Regions from separate parts of the Rattus norvegicus genome. Here region 1 is linked to region 2. The links are chromatin contacts, called in public Hi-C maps. All regions are on one chromosome and are shown on one strand. The core of a region is the stretch at or near the end of the contact, and the rest is flanking DNA. Distances in the headings are between cores, read along the strand shown.

Region 1 (2,861 bases), core at 142-2,641, 100 kb before region 2:
GCTGAAATGCACTCAGCTGTCATTTTTGTGAATTCTTCTAGGAGATGAAAGAACTGGGGCAGGATCCCCACACGGTGCCTGGAATCAGCTAGGGTGACTTGTGTCTCTTCAACCAGTGCATTTGCTTCTGCCAGAGACTCCTGTGAAATGCCTGAGAAGCCCACAGACCTGACCACTTTTGCTGGCAAAAGCCCAATTGGCTGTAACTAACCATGGTCACCCATTGAATTGAAAGAGGGGACAAGTATGCTTTAAGGTCCTGTAGACATCCTCTAGTTCTGCCTTGGTAATGGAACAACTTTGTGCTGAGTATGGCATTTATAGCCTCTGATCTCAATTTTCTTATCCTTGAAGTGAGGTGCTAATCTGCCCATTATTTTATCGTGAGTGATTATTTGTGCAAAGCAAATATCAGAATGCATACTGACATAAGTAATAAGTTCTCTTTAATGTTGTTTTCACCCTGTCCCTCTTTTTAATTTTAAGTACATAGCCATTCATTAATTTCACATCGATTCAAGTTTGTTGTTTCATGGAAGCCTCAGGTGTAGAAGAGAGGTGATGAGGCCACAGGTCATCTGGTGTGAAGGGGAGGTGGTGAGGCTTGGGGAGGGCCACAGGTTGTCTGGTGTGGTGGGGAGGTGGTAAGGCATAAGCAAAGTGTGGCTCCACCTTGTGGAGTCCTTTGGAATAGAGAGAACTGATGCCCATGCTCTAACTTCTGGGCCACAAAGACCTCCCAGTTCTGTAAAACCTCATCTTACTTTCCCAAACTTTTCAGCTGCATGGAGGAAAAAGCCTGTAAACTAGCCTCCAAGACTGAATTTTGGAGAAAACACAAAACTTAGAAATGTTTGTATTCTTCCTGGACTTTGACTTGTTCCCAGCACAGACATCTGTACACATCCTGCTTCCCTGTTCCTGAGCGGTGAACTCTTTCTTCCTCCTTTTCCTCTGATAAAGAAGGGCTGTAAGCAGATTCAAACAGTCCTAATTAGCCTTCTTACTAACACACAAAGCCTACCTGACCTAGGCACGGGTATCCTTGTTTCTTGGGGTGTCGATCAGTGTATTCATAATGTTTTCATTTGCTAGTGACAATCCCGTGGGAGTACATTGACAAAGCCACCTCAGAAAAACTAAGGTCCAGGTCTGTTACAACCAGGTGTGGACATACCTAGTGGTACAGCAGATTCTCCAGAAGAAACCATGTGCTCAGGAAAACCTCAGACCACAATCATGGAATCCTGATACCTTCTGCTGCTTTGTCCCTTCTCCTGGGACCTGGGGCCCTCCCACAGATTGTAGCGCACACAACACATACCATGTTGACTAATCCATGCTAGTGTCTATGGCTTCCCCCTTCTTTCTGTAAAAGCTGTTGAGCACAGTCCTGATTAGTGTCATTCAGAAAGGGTGATTCATCATTAGGGCCAGGAATGCAGTGCTGGGCATATAATAGGGGCTTAGTAAATATTTTCCAGAGTAAAGAGAGGGAAGTATGTGCACATAAACAGGAAACAAATGCATTCGGGTTTCTGGAGGGGAAGAAGAGAGCTTTGCCAAGAAGACTGTTTAGTAGAAGTAGTGTTTGGAGAATGACCAAGATGGCCATGGCAGCCTAAAAGGTGGAGGCCCAGCCTCCTCAGCAGAGGTGTTCCACACACAGGCCATGGTAATATGCTGAATAGACATATTAGCATCTGATCTTGGGGGACCTCACTGAAAATGTGGCCTTCGATAGTTTTAAAGTCTGCACGGCCTGAAAGCTGGAGAGAGATTTGAGCTTGAAAGCCCTGGAGAATAATGGTACCATTTAGGGAAAGAAAGTTATGTGAGCTGCTGCTTTTGGGGCAGTGATGAGCCTAATTCTAGACATGTGGGTATGAGGCAGAATGACCAGTGAGAAGTGTTAAGCAAGAGGAGTGGGTCCCACAAGACAATAGTCAGTCTGATTTTGTGAACCTGCACCATGTGCCAGGCCCCTTTCATAAGTTATCACTGATCCTGGCTTCAGCCCTGCAAGCTAGATTATATTACATGTGTTCTACAAATGAAAGAACTCAGAAACAGGCTGAGCAAGCTGCCAGAAGCCGTGCAGCTGATAGATGGAGTCTGCTCCTTCTACCACACCATGCTGCCTCTCTATATCAGCTTGGAAGAGAATGTGGGAAGCAGGCCGGATGCCGTGGGGGCAGAGAGCATAGACCCAAGAAAGCCTGTGTAGCAGGACTTGTGAGCCACACCCAGGGAGCCTTGTCAGTTCCCCTCTGAAGACAAGCTAACACTGGGCTTTATAGGGGTGAGGTAGGCATGTGAGGAGGAAAGGCCTGGGCTGGAGAGATAGCTCAGTGGTGAAGAGCACTGACTGCTCTTTCAGAATTCCTGAGTTCAAATTCCAGCAACCACATAGTTGCTCACAACCATCTTAAGTGAGATCTGATGCTCTCTTCTGCTGTGTCTGAAGACAGCTACAGTTTGCTTATAATAAACAAACCAACAAACCTTTGAAAAAATATATTGGTAGTTAGGAGTAGAAAACCAGTATATCAGAAAGGAGCCCTCCCGTCACCTTTTGGAGAGGGATCTGGCAGAAGCTAGTCCCGAGTCAGAGGCAGGCATGCCAACAAATGGCCACAGGTTCTCTAGGAGTGAAGATTTCAGGCCACATGGTGGGAAAGCTGCTGCTGCAAGAACAGCTGCACAGGCATGTCCATTAGACACCTCTGCTGAGTACAGGAGGCCTATCCTGTGTCACAGCCCAGAGATGCCACCGAGATGCAGAGCAGGGCACTTTTGTAGAGATGAAACAAGTGACAAGGACTCCCAGAGAGAAGCCTTGAGAGAGGCCAGAGTGGTGG
Region 2 (3,207 bases), core at 239-2,738:
GAGGAGGTGAAGCTGTGGACTGGACAGCATAGCCAACTATTGGAAGGAGACATATCAGCTCTGTACCAGGTGTGCAACTGCGAAGCCCATGGTTTGAACGGCACCTCTGGGCTAGGTTGCAAGCTCTAGGGAGCGTGGGCAGGACACACGGCCTGTGCAGTCTCTGTCTACCCCATTTGTACAGTACAACAGAGATTTGTACGTTCAGTATATTTGTAGTGCCTGTGGAATCAGATGGTAAATGTAACCGTGGGAGAAGGGTCTCACCACCATTCAGAAGCATAGAGAACCAGCGCCTATTCTCAGCCTGGCAAAATCAAATCATAACCTTTCCCACTGTTGCTGATATTTCTTCACCATGCGGAGGGGTGGGTTTCACTGGGGAAAACCAAGTTTGCAGCGTCTGCTGAAGCTAGAGACCTAACTACCAAGGTCTAGAGTGGGGAATCCCAGTCCAGTAGCAGAAGGGAGGGTTGATTATCCAAAACGGTCCATGCCACACAGTGAGAGCAAAGACTAACCACAGAACCCTGCATTCCTATCAGAGAGGATGGTGGGATACCATTTCTATAACATCCCCAAACAAGCTACACAAAAGAATATGTCATTCAGGGAGACAGAATATAAACGGTCACACCCAGAGAAAAGCCAGGCAAGGATGAGCACAGGGAAAGAGTTTGATGGCTGCCTGGGAGAGGATTGAGTAGGGACAATGGGCCTTACCGGGTGAGCTGCACTGGGTCCCCAACAGGCTGTGCCTAGTCAGCGCTCGCCCCCCGCCCCCCCACGACCACCTTTTCTGGTTGCTCTGTTGTGTTCTGCGTGCAGCTGCATGCTTTGGTCTGGATACCTTGCACTGGGTGGCCTTATTTAGAAAGATTCTCTAGGCGACCCAAACCTGGCGCACCCAGCTCTGCAGGCCACCCCCGCGCCCGCGGTCGGCCCGGCGAGGTCTCTTATCTTTCTGGGGTAGTTCTAACACGCACAGCTGCAGAACCGAGTACGGGACGGGACAGTCGTCCCCTGAGCTTAGGCATCCTGGCACGCACCACCGCCTGGGGCCCGCGGCACCTAAGCGATCGGTGCGCAGGCCGAGATGAGCAATAGGACCAGGGCAAGTGCTTCCTCTGGACTCAGTTTACCCTTCCGTGGACGAAAGCTGTATTTCCAGTCTGTGCTCGTCGTAGAGTGCACCGACTCCTGGGACCACCCGGACCACCTCACCCACCCCTACCCTAGTCCAGAGTTTTAAGGCTGATGTGGCCATCGCCCTTTGAAGGCAAGCGGTGGGGCCCGGCGAGCGCGCTCTCGCCGCGGGCCCGAGCGCCCCCTGCCGGCCATCGCAGGTCCCGCCCCGCCCCCCGGCCCCGCCCCCGGCTTCGGCCGGCGCATGCGCGCGGCACGGCGCTCCGCGGGGCGGCGAGAGCGAGGCCGGTCCGCAGCCGCGCGGAGCTCAGCGCCCCATTCATGCTGGGCAGCGGCGACGCAGCCACGCAGCGGAGCGGAGCCCGGGCGCGGCGGCCTCGGCCTGGGCGGCCTGCGCGGCGTGGGCGGCCCCGCAGAGGGGCGAGCGGCGGGGCGCAACGATGGCCAGCGGCGGGACGCGCCCGGGGTTGGCGGGTGAGTCGGGGCGCAACTTTCCCCGCGGGCGGCGGGAGGCTCGTCGCGGCCCGGGGTCCCGAGTGGTCTGGGGGCGCTGGCGGTGGCCAGGGGGGTGTGCGCGGGGACTGCGGCGCGCGTGTCCGCGGCTGGCGTGTCCTGCGGTTCCGGCCGGGCGCCCGCGTGTGTCCGGGCGCGGTCTCCGCTATGGGCTGCCGCGTCCCGGCGGGTCGCAGCGCGTCCGGGGCCCTGCGATCCGGGCGGCGCAATGTCTGTGGCCGCAGTCGCGGCCCCTTCCTCCAGGCAGGAGAGAAAGTTTGCAGTGGCCCCGCGGGAAGGGCCCTGCGGGTGCCCATGTCGGCCTGTGTCGCGCCGGGTCCGACCGGGCCGCGGGTGGGGACGTGGGCCGCAGGCGAACGCCGCGCTGGGCAGGCCCGGGCAGGGCCGCGGGATTCGGGGCAGGTCCCAGGCTGCGCCTCGGGCCGGCCTGGGGCAATGGGGTGGAAGTTGCAAGGCTTCGTGGGGACCCCCGCCCCCTCCGGCTCCGGCGTGCGAGTGGGCGCCACAGCCAGCCCAGGCCCGCAGGCCCTCCACCCGGCTGCAAGGGGCGGTGCGGTGCCACCGGAGAGGACGCCGGCTCTGGCCTCCTCGGCCTCCCCCTGCGCAGGGCCTCCACGGGTCATTCCTTCCCTGGAGGTTTTCCCCCTTGCTTCCTGGACGGTCCCAGGCCTGGTGTGTGGCGAGGACGACGGCGGTGTTGGGCTGACTCTGGCTGCTGTGGGGAAGGGCGAGTGTAGCCTCCAGGGAGGCCCCTCTGCCTGCAGAGACCCCAGATGCAACCCTGGAAGGATATGAGAGGGCTTCTGAGAGGCTACTAGGTGCTTGGAGCTGTCTCAGTCTCATCTGTGGGGTGCTGGGGCCACGCCCCTTGAAAGAAAGGGGTGTGTTGGGGGGGATGGGAAGGAGCTGAGCCTCTGCCCCTCTGCCCCTCTGCCCCTCTGCCAGGCTCCTACCCCTGTCTCTGTCTCCTGGTGCTGCCTACCTCTTCCAGCAGGTGCTGCGGGTCTTCCGTCTCGGCAGGGTGGTGCTATCTTGTGCTTCTCCAGCCCTCCCGGAGCACCCCCAGTTTCCCAGGTCCCTTGCTTGTTGGGGTGAGCAGGAGGATGTGGTGCTGCATTATTAAGCGGGCCAAGAGTCTGCTGGGTTTGGGAAGCACTCAAGCCAGTGCCCTAGGCAGAGGTGCAAAGCAGGGTATCTGCTTCAGGGCTAAGCTGTCAGGCAGTGGGGAGTTGGCAGCTTGGAGCCCACCAAAGGTGTCTTCAGGCACAGAGGACAGCATGGGTGAAGGCTTGGGGTGTGTGTACAGTGTTGGCTGAGGAATGTGATTTTGGGTTTGGGACCAGACAAGATATGGTGGACAAAGCCACATCCCATGGAACTCCTTATCAGGAGTATGGGACCCCAGGGAGCACCTTTTCTGGAGAGCAGGACTCTGAAGCCTCCATGTAGAGAGTAAACCGTTGGAGACCAACTCCTGTGACCTCCCACAGGGTGGGGCAGGGTGACAAGGCAGGGAGATCCTTCTCTTGCAGCTGATGGGGAACCAGT

Evidence for each region. A called contact is a pair of places that touch in the nucleus more often than the background predicts.
Region 1: a Hi-C map of Schwann cells shows a contact between it and region 2, with 4 times the contacts expected there. The contact joins the enhancer-like site here to the promoter of Plxna1 in region 2. A contact is called at or near these places in 8 of 12 Hi-C or Micro-C datasets (the A7r5 cell line, the Rat2 cell line, Schwann cells and 5 more).

The regions. Positions count from the first base shown.
Region 1 is chr4:123,440,576-123,443,436 of GRCr8, reverse strand. The region is part of intron 5 of Chchd6 (coiled-coil-helix-coiled-coil-helix domain containing 6); the gene reads left to right. Among named protein-coding and RNA genes, the nearest start is that of Plxna1, 100 kb to the right of the region's middle. Within about 2 kb of position 1,391, at least 6 of the 93 cell types and tissues checked have an H3K27ac peak or open chromatin away from gene starts, as enhancers often do. A contact at or near this core is called in Schwann cells, where this site is marked.
Region 2 is chr4:123,338,413-123,341,619 of GRCr8, reverse strand. Plxna1 (plexin A1) reads left to right here and starts at 1,488. Exons shown (of 32, transcript XM_002729398.6): 1 at 1,488-1,620.